3 separate regions of the Zea mays genome follow, and all the other regions are linked to region 2. A link is a contact called in public Hi-C data. All regions are on one chromosome and are shown on one strand. The core of a region is the stretch at or near the end of the contact, and the rest is flanking DNA. Distances in the headings are between cores, read along the strand shown.

Region 1 (2,832 bases), core at 9-2,508, 210 kb before region 2:
CTCCGTCCGTGTTCGCTGCAGAGTCATGGCGGTTGCATCAGCCTTGCATTCAGGACCAAGCAAACCTGCACTGGACTCCGGAAGCAACTGACGTGCGGGGCTGAATTGAGGCGCAAGTGAGCCTGGCATTTCCCTGCTCGTCACAAAGAAAGAAAGAAAAAAAAAAGGGTCTGAATACATCTAGTACCGTCCATGATCGTACAACCGGCCGTAAAAGTTTGAACTTTGAAGAACAGGCGCGGTGAAAAAGGTGCGGTAATGCCAGCGGCAGCATGGAGACGAGGCAGTCTATGAAACACCTGTTCTGATTCTATTTAATAAGTAGAGTAATTTTACACGGCAAATTCCGGTCGCGCTATATATCAGCTTGTGACATGGAGGTCACGTCATGCCATCCGTACATGCAGTTTGACAGGGTACATGATCACAGCAGGCATTCATTGCATTGGGACAGAGAAGAAGACGATTAGGTTGATCAGAGCACCTTCTTGATCATCGGCTGGTGGATCAGAGGGAGGCAATGGAGATGCAGCTTATCAGAAGAGCCAATGGGGCGTCTTCTTGGGCAGGACGCGCTCCTCGATGGTCCGTAAGCTGGGCTTCCACCCCCTGCTGGACAGCTCCCGGCTGAGGAACTCCGGCCGGTGCTCCTCGAACCCGTCCGGCCTCGCCGCCTCCGCCTCGTCCTCGTCCTCCTCTCGGTGCGCTTGCGCTGGCTCTTCGGCGCCGGGCTGCCCCCGGCCCTTGTTGGACGACGACGACGACGAAAGCTTCCGCCTGAGCCCGGGCATCGACCGCGACCGCGCCAGGGAGCGCGCCGCCGACAGCGCGCGCCGCGCCTCCTCGGCCGACACCTTGCCCCGCGTGGCCGGCAGCAGCACGTACACCCCGCCGGCGCCGAGCACGTGGTCGGCCGGCAGCGGCGCGACCTTGGCCCCGCTCTGCTGCTGCTGCTGGTGGTGGTGGTGGTTGTGGTGGCCAAGCTTCTTGAGCACGCGCGCGTCGACGACGAAGTGGCGCGGGTGGTCCATCATGAGCTCCGCCACGGACACCGGCTCGCTGAGCGCCCGCACGCTGCCGTCCGCCATCACCACCTTCCCGCCGCCGCTCGCCGCCGCGGCACCCGAGACCAGGTTGCCCATCTTGCTCTCGCCTAGACCCAGACCCAGACCCAGACACCCCGGTGGGTCGTGTTCGATCGCGCAGGCAGCAGAGCGCACAGCCGAGCCACACGGACAGGGAGGGGAGGGGAGGGGGTATTAAAACGGTTGGCGGGAGCGAAGAACTTTCCCCCGGTCGCATTCCACTCCCAGGGCCAGGGGTTTAGTTGGCGTGGAGCGGATGGCGGGTTCGGTTTGAACTGAACCGCTCCCCTCCCCGCGGTGGGGTCGTTACCGCGTTGACTCGTCTCCCACACGCACACGGTGCGCACCGCGCAGCACCGTCACGTACCCCTACGTCTCGATCCGGTTTCTGAACGCATCCATTCGACTCGGCGAGAAATTTGTCGCGGGCGTAGCGTAGCGTCGACCCTCGACTTCAAACAGGGGTTTCAAAAATCCCTGTTGTATCTTTTTCCAAATTTTGTTCTCCGCATATTCATGGACACAAACCGGGCGGGCAGTGTGTACGCAGATTTCCGACCGTAACAGGCGGGGTGACAGGGGCATAGCATAGCATAGCAGCGACGCCGGAAGAACTCGGAAAGGCCAAGGCAAATTAGCTGCCGCCGGGATTAGACAGTTTGATTATGAAAGAATGGTGTGCTCGATCGGTTTGGACGAAGGCGACGTGCGACCACTTTGCCGCTGGGGCTGGGGCTCCCTCTCTCTTGTTTTCAGCTCGGCCTCAGTCGTTCCTTATGAAATTGCTTGGACGAGAATCCAAGTCTCCGTTGTGGCGTTATTATTGTTGTTTGTTTGTTCACGAGGGAGTATCAGTTGACGGCCACTAAGTCGGCTAATAGCATGCATAGTATATATGTGGGTTGGTGCGTGCCTGTCCGCGTTTTGTAGCAGACGTCGTCCTTGTGCCTGCGTGCTCCCATGATTTGTGCCTCAGAGTCAGTCAATCATCAACCATTAAACAAAGCTGGGCCGGCCGATCGACCTAATTAAGATGGTTTCGTAGGCTTGATTCGCCAACGTTTTTCTTCGTTTTGTTTTGTTATTAAGACGACGTTTGTGATGGTTTCATCGATTCAAATTTGTATATATGTAGTATCTAAAATACGAACACGTTGGATCTTCTATCCACGCGAAAAAAAGGAATTAATTATTTAGGGCATGTTTCTGGTACGTGTATTTTTTCTGGTTTGTGGGCTACAAAGGCCTCAACATTTTCTGGTCTGGCTAAACGCATGTACTGATGTACCATATGTCTATGAGATGTATACCAAAATATTTCTCACTCCATATTATTGCCGACAGTACAGCCTACCAGGAAATCAAATCCGTACATAGGCAAGCGCCTCGGGAAACTCACTCCTGTACATGTTTAATTTCCAGACCTAAGCACGGTCTTTGAATACTGCTTGCAGACGCATGCAAACCATGTGAGAAGAGATATATATATATATATACTTACGGTCGATCTTTTTTTTAAAAGAGATTACGTCGACAAAATAATTAATCTGAGAAGACATACACGAAGTCTTCGGTACATTTAAAAGGATCGTATGCTTTGCTTGCGAGAAACTCCCTTGCCTATTTCATTCTCTGATGCTTCTTTTGATCTACAACAGGACAATTTGCAATTTTTTTCTAGTAATATTCAGTCTCCCACCGAATGGTTCCAGCTGTGCCTATCTCCTTAATTTAGAATAATACCCTA
Region 2 (2,810 bases), core at 180-2,679:
GCTTTTAAGCATCTGTCTAACTCATCAAAAGAAGTCTATTCCTTATTGATGTACCAAGATTGAACTTAAAGCGAACTGCATGGTGCTAATAGTTGATTCTAATGATTTTTCTTTGCCTCTGTCGTGTTTCACTTTCACGCGGTTGCTGGTGATTTTATCCCACATGACCGTTCAATTTTTTAGAGTTCTGTGCTTGATGTTCATACAGAGCGTTTTTTGAGATATCTGTTCGCGCCTGAGAAGAAACCTGACATAATCAATGGTCTAGCTGATAAGAATCGTCCCTAGCAAAAGGGCCTCTAGAGGTCGGTTTCTATATTGATTCTTTAAAAATAATTCGTGTGCTATTATAATGTTCTCTCGGCATTAATTTATTCTATTTGAGTGGGAAGATTTATATCAACATTACATGTTTATATCGTTAATATAAAATTATTGTTTCGGTAATATTTTGTCATGGATTTTGCTTATCATAGTGACGTTTGTCGTTATATATTTATATTTTATACTAATTTTAGCTTCCGTGGCAACGCACGGGCAAATACCTAGTTATTCTCTACGATAGCTAGGCTCTTAAACGCTGGAATAAGAGGGAAAGGAGGAGTGTTATAATTAATAGCAATGGGTGGATCACGATACAACGATCCTTCTAACCGCCACAGCTAGTGTGTGTATATATGCGTGCGACCGCGACCGGCCTCGGACCAGCAGGCGTGTGATCGATTGACTGCTCGGATTACCTCCGTCCTGCCGCCTCGGCGTCATGTGTTTTATTATTTATGCGTGGCTTGTAGAAGCTGCAGGTACGGTGCATCAGGGTCTTGGTCCGGTGAGGCGGTGAGTGGTGACTGATGATGATGAACTGATTGGACAAAAGGCAACCAGATCACACGCGCCTGACTAACCGCTCCGATCCGTCGATGAGCAGCGAGCTGAGCAGTGAGCACCGCACGTTCCTAGCTACTGATGCGGAGGAGAGTAACTGTAGTATGGTACTACATGTTAATGGATTTTATACAGGCCGACCCGAGGCCGGTACGTCGTACTCCTGCCCAAAATTAAACAGGGGGGGGGGGGGGGGGCAGAGAGACAACGTGGTCGCTAGCGAGGCCGCGAGAGCGGACGGTGGTGCGGCCTCGCGCCACGGCGCCCACTTTGCCGGGCGCGCCCACGTGCCCGCGCCAGCAGCCACACGTACGGCCGCGCGCCGCCGTGGCCGTGGCCGTGCCGGCCCGCTAGCTACTCGCTCTCGCTCCGCTCCCCCCACTTACCGTCCGCCCAGGTAACGGAGCATCCGGTCGGTTACGTGTACGCGCTAGCGTACTCTACTCCGTGTACCCGCGAGCCCGGCCGCTGCTACTATATTATGGCCGGCCGTGGCGTGGCCTCGCTATTAGCCAGCGAGCTGAGGCCTGAGGAGCGAGCACAGCCGAGTCACCCGGCCGGCCGCCCGCACGCACGGACACCAACAACTCCCTTGGACGCACCCGATCGACCCTGCTGCCTGCTAGCCGTGCGCAGTAGTGGGAGCGAGCACGAGTGAGAGTGGGCAGCGAGAACATACGCCGCCCCCGGCCGGTGTGACTGGTGGTGGCGTCGCGCGCGCGATGGGGAGGGCGCCGTGCTGCGAGAAGGTGGGGCTCAAGCGCGGGAGGTGGACGAAGGAGGAGGACCAGATACTCGCCAACTACATCGCAGAGCACGGCGAGGGATCCTGGAGGTCGCTGCCCAAGAATGCAGGTAAACCAATTCAAAAGCTTTATTATATATACTGTATACAATTAGCCGCAACCGCATGCAGCATCGCCGTCACTTCCTAGCTCCGGTCCGACCGTCTTGTACACAATCTTCCATCTTGCTTACCGCAGGGCTGCTCCGCTGCGGCAAGAGCTGCCGCCTGCGGTGGATCAACTACCTTCGGGCCGACGTCAAGAGGGGGAACATCTCCAAGGAGGAAGAGGACGTCATCATCAAGCTCCACGCCACCCTTGGAAACAGGTAATTAACACTCGCCCTCCCTAGTACTAATTATCAACACTGAGAGCGAGACCTGATATCCGACTAGAAAATACTAGCTACTTGCTCCTTCCTACTACACATGCACGAGGGATCAATAATGCACGCCACGCGTACGCCAGCAGTAACGGAAATCAAGTAGGTAAAAAAAAAAAAGAATACGAGTATTAATATTCGATACATGTTATATGGATACAATAATTTTATAATGAACTTACTTGAGCACATACCACGTGGAGATTTTTATAAACATAGTGGATATTTTTTTTTTGGTTCAGTCGAGGGAGTACGTAGTACGTACCACGCCTACTTAGGGCTTGTTTGTTTTAGCTTATAGATTATATAATCTGAATTGTAATCTAAATTATATAATCCAGATTATAATCTACGTGTAGTTGTTTAGTAGTTTAGATTATACAAGTGTAGATTATTCATAAAGACAATAATATCCTTGTTTGTTTATTTGAGGTGAGAAAAGAAGGATTGCATATATTGTAATTTAAATGATTCATGACAAAAAACAACTAATTATCTTTCAGACACAGACTGTCTAGAAGAGTCAACACAGACAATAAAAGGTCTACTCCGATGAAATCTCGTTTCCGTGCACAGGAGCATCGACTGTAAACCATAAATTGGCTTTCAATGGCTGCCCCGGTCGGTTGAGAGTTGAGACGTACACCATATACATATACACGTACGTACACAGTACTAGATAAAAGATTTTACCGAAATAGGGGTGGGGGTGGCGCACGCTGCTGGAATAGAATAGGGACGTAGAAACCGTAGTAGTA
Region 3 (2,800 bases), core at 81-2,580, 210 kb after region 2:
AAGAAACGAAGCAAATGCAGTTGCATGCTGGCCTGTATTTTCCTGGCCAGCGACCAAGTTGCATATGAGCACAGGGGGATAATATTAGAAAAGTACTATCGTGCAAAGAATTTTTCTTCTCCGGGATTCAAGTCTTCTTCAAACATTTTTTGAACAGAATTAGGGGGCAATTGGCAGGTAGCGACAAGCAATCTCAGCAGATCTCCATCGAGTTCTTTTCCTATAACCAGGGGGGCAACAAAGTTCTCTACACAATCTCAGAACAAATTCTCTTCCACATTTTGAGAGCGAATCAGCGAAATAACAACAGACAACCATCTCTCGCGCTTTGTAGCCGCATCTTGCACCATGCCAATACAATACAATAGAATTTCACCGAGGTACCGGGTTCTGAAAAAAAAGTAGAGGGAAAACGAAATTAGAGGCGACTAGTGCATCACAGATGATCACTTCATCAGATAAACGAGCTAAAGCTATCTTGCTGCTTAAGAGGTGAGCCAAAACGATGACAACTTGTGCTGATGAGCTTGTAGTCTGCTACAGATCTGTGTCATGTACCTGTGACTTCCCAAACCATTTCAGGAAGCAATGGTGTATGATGAGGGGGCATAAGGACTAGCATTCAGTCGTACCAATAATCCATACAAACAGTACAATGAAGATTAAAACGTCTGTACTTGTTGTGCAGAGTCCCATTACCCAGCGGAAGGACAGGTCCGATGCTTGGGAACCAAAGCAGCCATCGCCGTTATGTCCGAAAATATCGAGAAGAAGAACGGATACCCCGATAAAAGGGGAAAGGGGAAGGAGGAGGAGGAGAAGAAGAAGAAGAAGAAGGCGTGATCCGTACCAGCCATGGATGAGCTCGGAGCACTTGGCCTTGATCCAGCGGAATCCCCTGCGGAACGATGCCTTGACTTTGCCCTCCGCCGAGTAAGCCTTGTAGCTGGCCACCCGCCGCCGCCTCTTCATCTCCGGATCGCTGAAGCACCACGCCGACCCCACCCCTCCCCCGCCGCCCCTGTTGGATACCGGCGGCGGCGACCTCGCGGGCGGCTTGACGATGATGTCGATGCGGCGGTCACCGTAGGGCACGACCTCGTTGCGGTAGGGGCGGTCGTACTCACCGGCGGGGGCGGGAGCCGCGTACGGGCGGTGCGCGCGGTCGTAGTCGGCGGCGGCGGCCATCGCGAGGCCAGACGACGCGGGGGCGGACCGCGTGGGAGTCTCGCGGCGTGGCGTTTGTGCAGAGGGAGGGAGGGAGGGAGAGAAACGCCGCTGCCTTTTCCGTTTTGTTTTACCTTTGTATTGTGTTGATGTAGCGCTGGCGGCTTCCGATCCAGCTTCGTGTTTATGCTTAAGCTTTGATAGGCCGCCGTTTTCTTTAGAGTAAAACTAAACCTCACTTCTCTATCTATCTATCTACTATATAAAGCATCACTTTTTTCTGATTTCCATAGTTCTAAAATCCTAAAATCGTGGTGCGTCACCTTTCCCATTTTATACAAAAACAACATAAAATTATGCATATATGTGAGATTTTTTAACCTTATTTATCGTCTTTACATCCACACCCAACTAACCAACATAACACACACATTTTTATGTTTTATTAAAACAAAGTATACTAATATACTATATAAAAGTCGTAGCAATATAGTCACCTGATTAGTAAGATTCTATTTGTTTCCTATAAACCGGGAGAAATTTGAAAGTAATCTAATAATAAAAGAACACTTTTTAAGGTAACGATTTTTAATGATAAGATCAAACAAATTTTATGTGATTTCATTAGCTATTTAAGGTTTTTTTTGCTCGAGTTTCATATCCAGTCCAAAAAACAAAATTCTATCATTTCGGGTAGAATTTTTTATATCTTTTAACATAGAATGAATTAGAACTTAAAATTTGATATGTTAGTAAAGTAAATAGTAAAATATATTTATATCTTTAAAGGTTTTTATAATTTCTAGTAGTTTAATTACATAGCAAGTTGCACGAAAAACTTTATTGTACAATAATCTTTATCTTTTTAAAAAGTCCACATGAATTTTTGGATCTATTCAACACTTAGAGGTATTGCTATAATAAAAGGAGATGGTATGTCGTATAGATGGTTCCCTCCTCTGGCCTGCAGCATCGTGATAGAAGACGCTCCTTTGTCCCCTCTCTCCTCTCTTTATAGATATTCTCTCTCATTTTCTCTGTCTATAAGTAAAACTAAAATACATATAGATTATTTGAAACTACAAAAAGTATATATATATATATAAAAATTTAGAGCAGAAAAAGGCACGTGATGAACGCTTTTTTTTGGAACATAGGTGAGTGTGTCGGTCGTCGACCTCCAACTCGTGCTGCCAGCAACGATGAAAGGCCTGAGGTTACTCGGCGTCCACTAGGTTTCGAGAGAAAAAGCAGCATCCGCCATCATGGAACGAAGGTGTTATTCCCATTATACATGGATTGGATAGGATTAGAAAAAATTTAGAAAAATTTTGACTTGTTTGAGATTTAAACTCACCCAATCTCATTCAATCCATATGGATTGAGAACTAACCGAAAGTCCGAAGGTGGACAGTGGACAGCGGCTGGGGCACAGGAGCAGGGAGCAGCGGTTCTCTTCCGCCGATCACGGATCACAATCCAAGGGGTGAAACCAGGATTAGAGTTTGGGAGGGACAAATTAGATTGAGAAAGGGCGTTAGGAGGTATTTTACATTATTTATATGATGATTACCTAAGGAAATTAGTAGATAATATAGAATTTAGGGAGGATTAGGGGGCATTGCCCCTCTCT

Evidence for each region. Hi-C and Micro-C count contacts between places; a contact is called where the count stands out from the background.
Region 1: a contact with region 2 is called in a Hi-C map of ear, with 2.6 times the contacts expected there. The contact joins the promoter of LOC111590145 here to the promoter of LOC100282078 in region 2. A contact is called at or near these places in 3 of 25 Hi-C or Micro-C datasets (bundle sheath, ear and leaf).
Region 3: a contact with region 2 is called in a Hi-C map of ear, with 3 times the contacts expected there. The contact joins the promoter of LOC103639235 here to the promoter of LOC100282078 in region 2. A contact is called at or near these places in 5 of 25 Hi-C or Micro-C datasets (bundle sheath, ear, leaf and 1 more).

What each region holds. Positions count from the first base shown.
Region 1 is chr9:142,054,588-142,057,419 of Zm-B73-REFERENCE-NAM-5.0, forward strand. It overlaps LOC111590145, which reads right to left and starts at 1,259. Exons shown (of 1, transcript XM_023301063.2): 1 at 288-1,259. The coding sequence starts at 1,142. The coding sequence ends at 537.
Region 2 is chr9:142,266,344-142,269,153 of Zm-B73-REFERENCE-NAM-5.0, forward strand. LOC100282078 (myb-related protein Myb4) reads left to right here and starts at 1,430. Exons shown (of 3, transcript NM_001154991.2): 1 at 1,430-1,740; 2 at 1,869-1,998. The coding sequence starts at 1,608.
Region 3 is chr9:142,474,653-142,477,452 of Zm-B73-REFERENCE-NAM-5.0, forward strand. LOC103639235 reads right to left here and starts at 1,331. Exons shown (of 2, transcript XM_008662003.4): 1 at 851-1,331; 2 at 85-390. The coding sequence starts at 1,188. The coding sequence ends at 390.